Regions from separate parts of the Macaca mulatta genome. Here region 2 is linked to region 1. Evidence: chromatin contacts called from public Hi-C data. All regions are on one chromosome and are shown on one strand. The core of a region is the stretch at or near the end of the contact, and the rest is flanking DNA. Distances in the headings are between cores, read along the strand shown.

Region 1 (4,511 bases), core at 1,541-4,040:
TTCTCCCTATGATGATCCTCTTATCCTGCCACTTCCCTTTTCTCAGATGGTAAAGATAATGATCAATAAATACTGAGGGAACTCAGAGACCAGTGCTGGTGTGGGTCCTCTGTATGCTTAGCATGGGTCCCCTGGGCCCACTTTTTCCTTCTCTATACTTTATCTCTGTGTCTCATTTCTTTTCTCAAGTCTCTCGTTCCACCTAATGAGAAATGCCCACAGGTGTGGAGGGGCAGGCCACCCCTTCAACCCTCTCTACTAAAGAGAAGTGGTGGCTCACGCCTGTAATCCCAGCATTTCGGGAGGCTGAGGCGGGTGGATCACCTGAGGTCAGGAGTTCGAGACCAGCCTGACTAACATGGTGAAACACCATCTCTAATAAAAATACAAAAATTAGCTGGTCGTAGTGGCGGGCACCTGTAATCCCAGCTACTTAGGAGGCTGAGGCAGGAGAATCGCTTGAACCGAGGAGGCAGCGGTTGCAGTGAGCCGAGATCACACCACTGCACTCTAGCCTGGGGGACAAAGCAAGACTCCATCTCAAAAATAAATAAATTCTACCCTGAAGCTAAGTTTTCTCTTCTGCAAAATGGGGATAATTACATTATCCTTGCGGTCTTACTTTATGGATTCAATTCATCATTCAACAATGATTCACAGGGCTGGGCCAGGTGGCTCACGCCTGTAATCCCAGCACTTTGTGAGGCCAAGGTGGGCGGATCACTTGAGGTCAGGAGTTCAAGACCAGCCTGGCCAATATGGTAAAACCCCGTCTCTACTTAAAATACAAAATTACAAAATTAGCCGGGTGTGGTGGTGCACACCTATAATCCCAGCTACCAGGGCGGCTGAGGCAGGATAATAGCTTGAACCCAGGAGGCAGAGGTTGCAGTGAGCTGAGATCGCACCACTGGATTCCAGCCTGGGGAACAAGGGCCGGAAACTCTGTCTCAAACAAAACAAAACAAAAAACGATTCACGGACTATCCTCCCTGTCCCAGGCACTGTTCCAAGTACTGGGGACACAGCAGTGAATTATAGTGATCAAAATTTCTGCCCTCAGGGCAATCGAATCCGGGGAGGCAGAGAGTAAATAAACCAGATGAGAGAAATCCAGAGTGTGTCAGAGGGGAATCATTGGTAAACACAAAAATCTAAAATAAAGCAAAGAAGGGAAAAAGAATGAGGTGAACATTAACACTGAGGCCAGTGAAGGCTTCGCTAGAATGGTGACACTTTAAGACAGGAAGGAAGGGTGAGGCACGCAGGCATATGACAAAAGAACCATTCAAGTAGAGGATCCAGAGGCAGTGCTCACCTGGGATGTGCAAAGAGCAATGTGGCTGCTACAGACTGAGTGAGGTGGGGAGGGAATAAGGACAGAAAGGGGCCGGGCTTGGTAGTTCACGCCTGTAATCCCAGCACTTTGGTAGGCCAAGGTGAGCTGATCACTCGAGGTCAGGAGTTCCAGACCAGCTTGGCCAACATGGCGAAAACCCGTCTCTACTAAAAATACAAAAATTAGCTGGGTGGGCGCCTGTAATCCCAGCTACTTGGGAGGCTGGGGCATGAGGATCGCTTGAACCCAGGAGGTGAAGGTTGCAGTGAGCCCAGATCGTGCCACTGCACTCCACTCCAGACTGGGCGACAGAGTGAGACACTGGCTCAAAAAAAAAAAAAAAAAAGACAGAAAAGACGTGGTGAGCGGATGCACAAAGTCCTCTGTGTTCTGGCTTATCCCAAGCTGTCCAGCCTGGTCGCTCACTGCGACCTACCTGACATTCTAGGCCTCTGTACCCCCTGCTCCCTCCTTTCCACCTCTTTCTCTTAAGTCACCCTTTCCTCATCCCTCAGCTCAGACATCCCTTCCTCCAGGAAGCCCTCTCTGATTGTCCCAGGTGGTCAGGCACCTCTCCTGGGTGGCCCCAGCCCCCTGGGATTTCCTGATCCCAGCCCAAACCACTCTAGGCTATTCCTGTCTAAAGATGGGTCTGTCACTCCTCAGGCTGCACTGGAGGCTCCACGGGGGCAGGACCTATCTTGCATATGACTGAGGGCAAAGTCCAGCAAGTGCCTGTTGAATAGCCAAATGAATGGTGGGGCGGGGAAGTGTCCCAGGTAGAGTCCTCACGTGGATGCGGCAGCCGTCATCTACAGGGTAGGAGCCCAGTAGCGCATCCTCTTGATCCAGCTTGCTGTAGAACTTGTCATCAACACCATACAGCTCCAGTTCCATGCAGGAAGCAGGGCTGCCCACCAGCAACTCCAGTTTACACTGCGAGGAGGAGGCAGGGTGAGGAGAAGGAGGCCAGGGGCCCCGCCCCTTGCATCAATGACCATCGCCACGTCCCTGTTCCTCCAAAATACCCCCCAGTCAGGACGCACGGGGCCGCACTCCGGCCCCTCGCCTCTTGCCCCCGCCCTCTGGACCGTCGGATTTTTCGCTGGACCCGCCCCTCGTCTCTTCACTCTCGGGTTCTCTCCGGACCCGCTCCGCCGCGACCGAGTTCCCAGACTCCGCAGCCTGGGATCACCTCCAGGGCCGCCCAGTCGTTCCCCGGTCCCTCCCCGCCTCCCCATTTGGGGAACCCCCCCATTTCTTCTTCGCCCCGCCCCTCCGGACCCCGCCCCTATGGCCACACCTTGAACTCAGCGATGGTGAGGCTGCGGCTGTACCGCTTCTCTGAGCGGAAGGTGTTGAGGGAGCTGCTGATGAAAACGGTCACCGTGGGTGCCGACACCCCCGTCACCTCCATCTTGCCGCGCCCTGCCGGGGCCTGCAGCGCGGTCGCTCCGCAGCCGCCACCGCCGCCGCTGCTGGGATATCAGCCCCGCCTCCTGTTCCGGGCCTGACCAATCCGCGCTCTCCTGCCAGGAGCGTCCGCCAATCGCCCCCGTCCCTTCCCCACCGCCAGAAAGAGGGTTCTCCTTATTCCTAGGCTAGCCCAGCCAATCCAGAGAGGCCTTCCATAGTTCACGGTTCTTCCAATAGCGACCGGGAAAGGACCACAGCAAGCGGCGAAGACTGAAGCCGGGAGGGAGGACTGGCAAGAGCTCTCTCAGTGCGCGAAGGGCAACTCGCGCATGCGCGCTGGCCTTCAACCAAGTCAAGCGCCATGGCTTCTTTCCTGGGTGCTCAGCGTTTTGCGGCTTACAGTGCGCATCGTTTTCCTGGCTCTGGCACTCAGATCCATACTATTCTGTAAACTAAGGCGGCGATGCCCAAAAATTGGAAGCAATTACTCTAGGATATCAAAAGATTGACGCAAGCCATGAAACCTCTGCGCGGAGAGAGCCGCGCCCAAGGCCGCGGGTAGCCAGCACGTGTGCGCAGCTCCGCCCACTTTTGGCGAAGCACCTAGGCCTGGCCCCTCCCGCGACCTGTAGCGCGGCGGAGCAAGCGCAGAAGGTTGGGCGGGCTGCGCGTCGCCATGGAGCCCGACGGGACCTACGAACCGGGCTTCGTGGGTATTCGCTTCTGCCAGGAATGGTGAGGCGGAGGGAGCGGGTGATGTTAGAAAGGGGGCGAGGAATGGCTCCAGGACTAACCCCTGGCACGTCCCCCTCCCCGTAGTAACAACATGCTGTACCCCAAGGAAGACAAGGAGAACCGCATTCTGCTATACGCGGTGAGCGCTCGGGTCTTCCCCGTCCGGTCCACACAAGTGGCCCCGCCCTGCCCCCTGCCTCTGTGACCGGATTCCCTGTTCGCCCCCCGCTGCACCCCAAGTGATCCTGACTCTCCTGCCCATCACCAAAGACAGTCCTGTCGTCATACCCTCCGGGATCACCCTGCCCTCTCCTCCCAGTCTTATCTGGAATCCCGCCATGACTCCCTTACCCCCACACTCGCCCTCTGGCAGTGCCGGAACTGTGATTACCAGCAGGAGGCCGACAACAGCTGCATCTATGTCAACAAGATCACGCACGAAGTGGAGTGAGTGGCGGGCCCTGAGCTGGGGGCGGGGGTGTTGGCTCTGGAGGCTGGGTCGGAGAGTCATTTTGCACCCCCACGTGCCTGCAGCGAACTGACCCAGATTATCGCCGACGTGTCCCAGGACCCCACGTTGCCGCGGACCGAGGACCACCCGTGCCAAAAGTGAGCGCTCAGCTGGTACTGGGGAGATAAAGTGAGGCTCGTTCTCACTGGGCGAAGGGAGGAGGGAAGGTTGCCAAGCTTCCAGTGACCGAGCTCCCACCCCCTCAGGTGTGGCCATAAGGAGGCTGTGTTCTTCCAGTCGCACAGTGCCCGGGCCGAGGTAAGTGGCACGAGGGCTTCTTAAGTATCTGGGGCTTATTTGGTCCTTCCCCGGGGCGGGGATATCAATATGGGTGACCCAGCGCTTCTTGGAACTCTGGGCCGGACCCTTACGTATTGGTGAAGTTCTCTTGCCTGTTCTTTTGGGGTGAGGCGCTCCTGGGTCCAAACCCTTCCTAACCATGCATCATTTCTGCCAGGATGCTATGCGCCTGTACTACGTGTGCACAGCCCCACACTGTGGCCACCGCTG
Region 2 (4,311 bases), core at 1,461-3,960, 990 kb before region 1:
AAGTAGGCAGGATAACGCTCCCCCCAAAATACCCACATGCCAGTTCCTGGGACTTGTGAATGTACTATGTTACATGGCAAGGGGAATTAAATTAACAGGTAGAATTAAAGTTGCTACTCAGCTGACCTTAACATAGGGGGATTATACTGGATTGTCCAGTTAGACCCAGTGTAATCACATGGGGTCTGAAATGAGGAAGAAGGCATAAAAGTCAGTGTAGGAATTGTGCGCTGTGAGAAAGACATGACCAGCCATTATTGGGTGTAAAGATGAAAGGAGCCCATGAGCTGAAGAATGCAGGCAGCTTCTCCAACTTGGAAAAATGAAAAAAGCAGATTGTCCAGAGCCTCCTTTATTTGAGTCAGGGTCTCCCTCTGTTGCCCAAGTCGGAGTGCAGTGGTGCGATCTTGGCTCACTGCAACCCCTGCCTCCTGGGTTCAAGTGATTCTCCTGCCTCAGCCTCCCTAGTAGCTGAGATTACAGGCAACCACCACCACACTTGGCTAATTTTTTTTTTTTTTTTAAGTAGAGACAGGGTTTCACCATGTTGGCCAGGCTGGTCTTGAACTCCTGACCTCAAGTGATCTGCCTGCCTTGGCCTCGCAAAGTGCTGGAATTACAGATGTGAGCCACCTCACCCAGCCTTTTTTTTTTTTTTTTTTTAAGAGACAAGGTCTTGCTCTGTCACCCAGGCTGGAATGCAGAGGTATGATCATGGCTCACTGCAGCGTCAAACTCCCAGACTTAAGCATCCTTCCGCTTAGGCCTTCTGAGTAGCTGGGACTATCGGTGTGCACCACTACACCTGGCTAATTGGAAAAAAAAAATTATAGAGAGGGGGTTTAGCTATGTTGCCCAGTCTACTCAAACTCCTGGCCTCAAGTAATCCTCCCACCATGGTCTCCCAAAGTGCTGGGATTACAGGCATGAGCCACCACAACAGCTGTGTCATCCCAACCCCTCTCTGGGCCTGATCATGTAAAGAGGGCTTGCATTCCTCAGATAAAAAGTTTCTTTTCTTTTTCAACACTATGCGAAGTGAGATAAGCCAGACCAAAAGGACAAATATTGTATGAATCCACTTATATGAGGTGCCTAGAATAGGTGTATTCATAGAGACAGAAAGTAGAATTGAAGTTACGTACGTATAACCTCGTGAGGTTATATGAGGTACGTGATAAAGCCTCTATACTTAAAACAGTGTACTATTTGTGTGTGGTCAGAGAGACAGACCAAGGGAGGATGATGGGAAATATAGAAGTAAACATCCACAGCCAGGCGCGGTGGCTCACGCCTGTAATCCCAGCACTTTGGTAGGCCGAGATGGGTGGATCACCTGAGGTCAGGAGTTCAAGACCAACCTGGCCAACATGATGAAACCCCGTCTCTACTAAAAATACAAAGAATTCGTTGGGCGTTGTGGCACGCGCCTGTCATCCCAGCTACTCAGGAGGCTGAGGCAGGAGAATCGCTTGAACCTGGGAGGCAGAGGTTGCAGTGAGCCAAGATCGAACCACTGCACTCCAGCCTGGAGCAAAACTCCGTCAAAGAAAGAAAGAGAGAGAGAGGGAGGGAGGGAGGAAGGTCCACATAGATGCTTAGTATTTGATAACGGCAGCAGCTCAAATCACCACAGTCACATCATAAAGTTTTATGCAGCCGGTACACACATAGCAGAAAAAAAAAATGTCATCTCTACAGAATGACATTAATTCTAGAATATATAAAAAAATGGAAAGTATAGAACAGTATAACATAGTTTGTCTAAAAAAAGAAAAGGAAATCAGATTAGACATAAGCATTTGTTTATATGCACTAAAAAAAGAAAAGATAGCAAAAAAGAAGTATTGGAAACGTGAACCGGAAACAATACCTATAGTGGTAACCTATAGTGATTGGGGTGGCGGGGGGAGTGAGACTTGATATGTCTTTTTATACAGTTGCATAGGAAAAACAAACTGGTTTTTAAAAATATACTCTCACAACACTCAATACTTCCAGAATGTTTCATTTCTAACACAAAATATGTGGAGTTTTTCTGACACAGCTTCTCCAACCCTCCCTGCCTGGGTGTCCTACAATTGAATTCAAGTCTGACACTAACCTGAGTCAGCACAGACCTTACAGGTTAATTGCTCAGTCCCACAAGACTGCCCACCTCTTCAGATGCCAATGACAACTACTAAGTCACCTGATTACCAACAACTGTCTAGTTTGCCTGAAAATTAGAGGTTCCCATCATCCCCTTCTTGGATTTGATTCTACCAAACTTTTCAGGGAGAACAAATTCCAATATTTCTCAAACTAATCCAAAAAAATTGAAGGGGAAGGAATTTTTCCAAACTGATTCTGTGAGGCCAGCACCACCCTTATACTAAAACCAGACAAGGACAGAAGAAAGAGAAAACTACAGGCCAAGATCTCTGATAAACACAGATGCAAAAATCCTCAACAAAATACTAGCAAACCAAATCCGATAGCACGTCAAAAAGATTATATACATGATGATCAAGTGGGATTTATCCCAGGGAAGCAAAGATGGTTTAACATATGCAAATTAATACATGCAATACATCACATTAACAGAATGAAGGACAAAAATCATATGGTCATCACAATAGAAACAGAAAAAGCATTTGACAAAATTCAACATCTCTTTGCAATTAAAACAACAACAACAACAAAAAAAACTCCCTGGCCAGGCACAGTGGCTCACGCCTATAATCCCAGCTCTTTGGAGTCTCCCTCTGTCACCAGGCTGGAGTGCTGTGGCTCCATCTCAGCTCCCTGCAACCTCCACGTCCCGGGTTCAAGTGATTCTACTGCCTCAGCCTCCAAAGTAGCTGGGACTACAGGCGTGTGCCACCACACCCAGCTAATTTTTGTATTTTCAGTAGAGACAGGGTTTCACCATGTTGGCTAGGATGGTCTCGATCTCCCCACTGAGATGATCCACCTGCCTCGGCCTCCCAAAGCGTTGGGATTACAGGCGTGAACCACGTGTCTGGCCAAGGCTATTATTATTTTTATTGTTGCTGCCTGCTATAGCCATGCTTGAGGTAGCTAGGGTGGATGCTGATGGAGATTAAGGGGATTAAAATATCTATACCTCCCAAAGCCTCCTACGAGCCATTTCAAAGGGGATGCTTAGACTTCTAACCCCTCTTCCATGGTATCTCCTAGGAGAGGATTGTACTAACCCAACTTCTAACCTATTTCCTAATGTGTTTTCAACTATTAAAAATTGTACCTCCCTTCCTGCAGGATACTATCTATTGTGACATAACTCCCTCTTGCCTAGTGGTTTCACCCAGGAGTGAACTCGGATCCCAATCCACCCTTCTGAGTGGTGTCTCCAAAAAATAGATTGTACGATCCTAATGCCTCCTCTTATCTTCCTTATTTCTCTCAGGATCCCTGGCTTCCTTGTTCCCCCATGGTTTCTTCTAGGGAATCATTGTTTTCTGCAGTGTGCCCTAACCAAGGGCTAACTTAGCTATTATAAATATAACAGCCGGACGCGGTGGCTCACGCCTATAATCCCAGCACTTTGGGAGGCCGAGGTGGGCGGATCATTTGAGGGCAGGAGTTCGAGACCAGCCTGACCAACATGGTGAAACCACGTCTCTACTACAAACACAAAAAATTAGCTGGGTGTAGTGGCGCTTGCCTGTAATCCCAGCTACTCGGGAGGCGGAGGCAGGAGAATCGCTTGAACCTGGGAGGCAGAGGTTGCAGTGAGCCGAGATGGCGCCAGTGCACTCCAGCCTAGGCAAGACTCCGTATTAAAAAAATTAAATAAATACATAAATAAATAAAGCTCCAGATCCTATCTTCAGGAACGTCTTCTTCTTGGGTATAAGCGTGGCCAAACTATGGTAACAGTCTTGCATTCTACGTGAAAATCCTTGCCTTACTCTAGTCAACCCTGCAAGAGGCGGACTCCTCCACTGTACGGAATCGATACGCATCCAAGATGGCGGCCCACACGAATAAACACCATAAGGGCGCGGTTATATTCTCTGCCCGATAGCTCCGATTACGGAAACTGCACGATGTCTCTAAAGATGTGTCTGCGCCCTGTTGACTGTGGGCGGAAATTGCTTCCAAGTTAATTTGGAGCATGCGCAATATCAACAGACCACAAGGGGAAGTGCTAGAAGTCGGACCGGAAGTGGAAGTGGTCCCCGAGGGCTAGTTCGCCGCTGGTGTCAGGAGTATTTTCACGTTTTATTGCCAAGAGGTCTCTGTGATGATTTTGGTTGGTTGCAATTAGGAATTCTGTGAAGTCAGTAATAGAGGAGTTGTCTG

The links. Hi-C and Micro-C count contacts between places; a contact is called where the count stands out from the background.
Region 2: a contact with region 1 is called in a Hi-C map of liver, with 6 times the contacts expected there. The contact joins the promoter of ZNF585B here to the promoter of TBCB in region 1. A contact is called at or near these places in 2 of 14 Hi-C or Micro-C datasets (cortical neurons and liver).

The regions. Positions count from the first base shown.
Region 1 is chr19:47,370,354-47,374,864 of T2T-MMU8v2.0, reverse strand. It overlaps TBCB (tubulin folding cofactor B), which reads right to left and starts at 2,790. Exons shown (of 6, transcript XR_003725091.2): 1 at 2,643-2,790; 2 at 2,132-2,275. POLR2I (RNA polymerase II subunit I) reads left to right here and starts at 2,976. Exons shown (of 6, transcript NM_001266627.1): 1 at 2,976-3,490; 2 at 3,575-3,629; 3 at 3,864-3,937; 4 at 4,025-4,099; 5 at 4,208-4,259; 6 at 4,459-4,511. The coding sequence starts at 3,432.
Region 2 is chr19:48,356,701-48,361,011 of T2T-MMU8v2.0, reverse strand. ZNF585B (zinc finger protein 585B) reads left to right here and starts at 2,710. Exons shown (of 5, transcript XM_077982393.1): 1 at 2,710-2,739. All of the region lies in intron 1 of ZNF875 (zinc finger protein 875), which reads right to left. The region is part of intron 1 of ZNF383 (zinc finger protein 383); the gene reads right to left. LOC144337446 (a long non-coding RNA gene) reads left to right here and starts at 4,197. Exons shown (of 2, transcript XR_013410609.1): 1 at 4,197-4,311.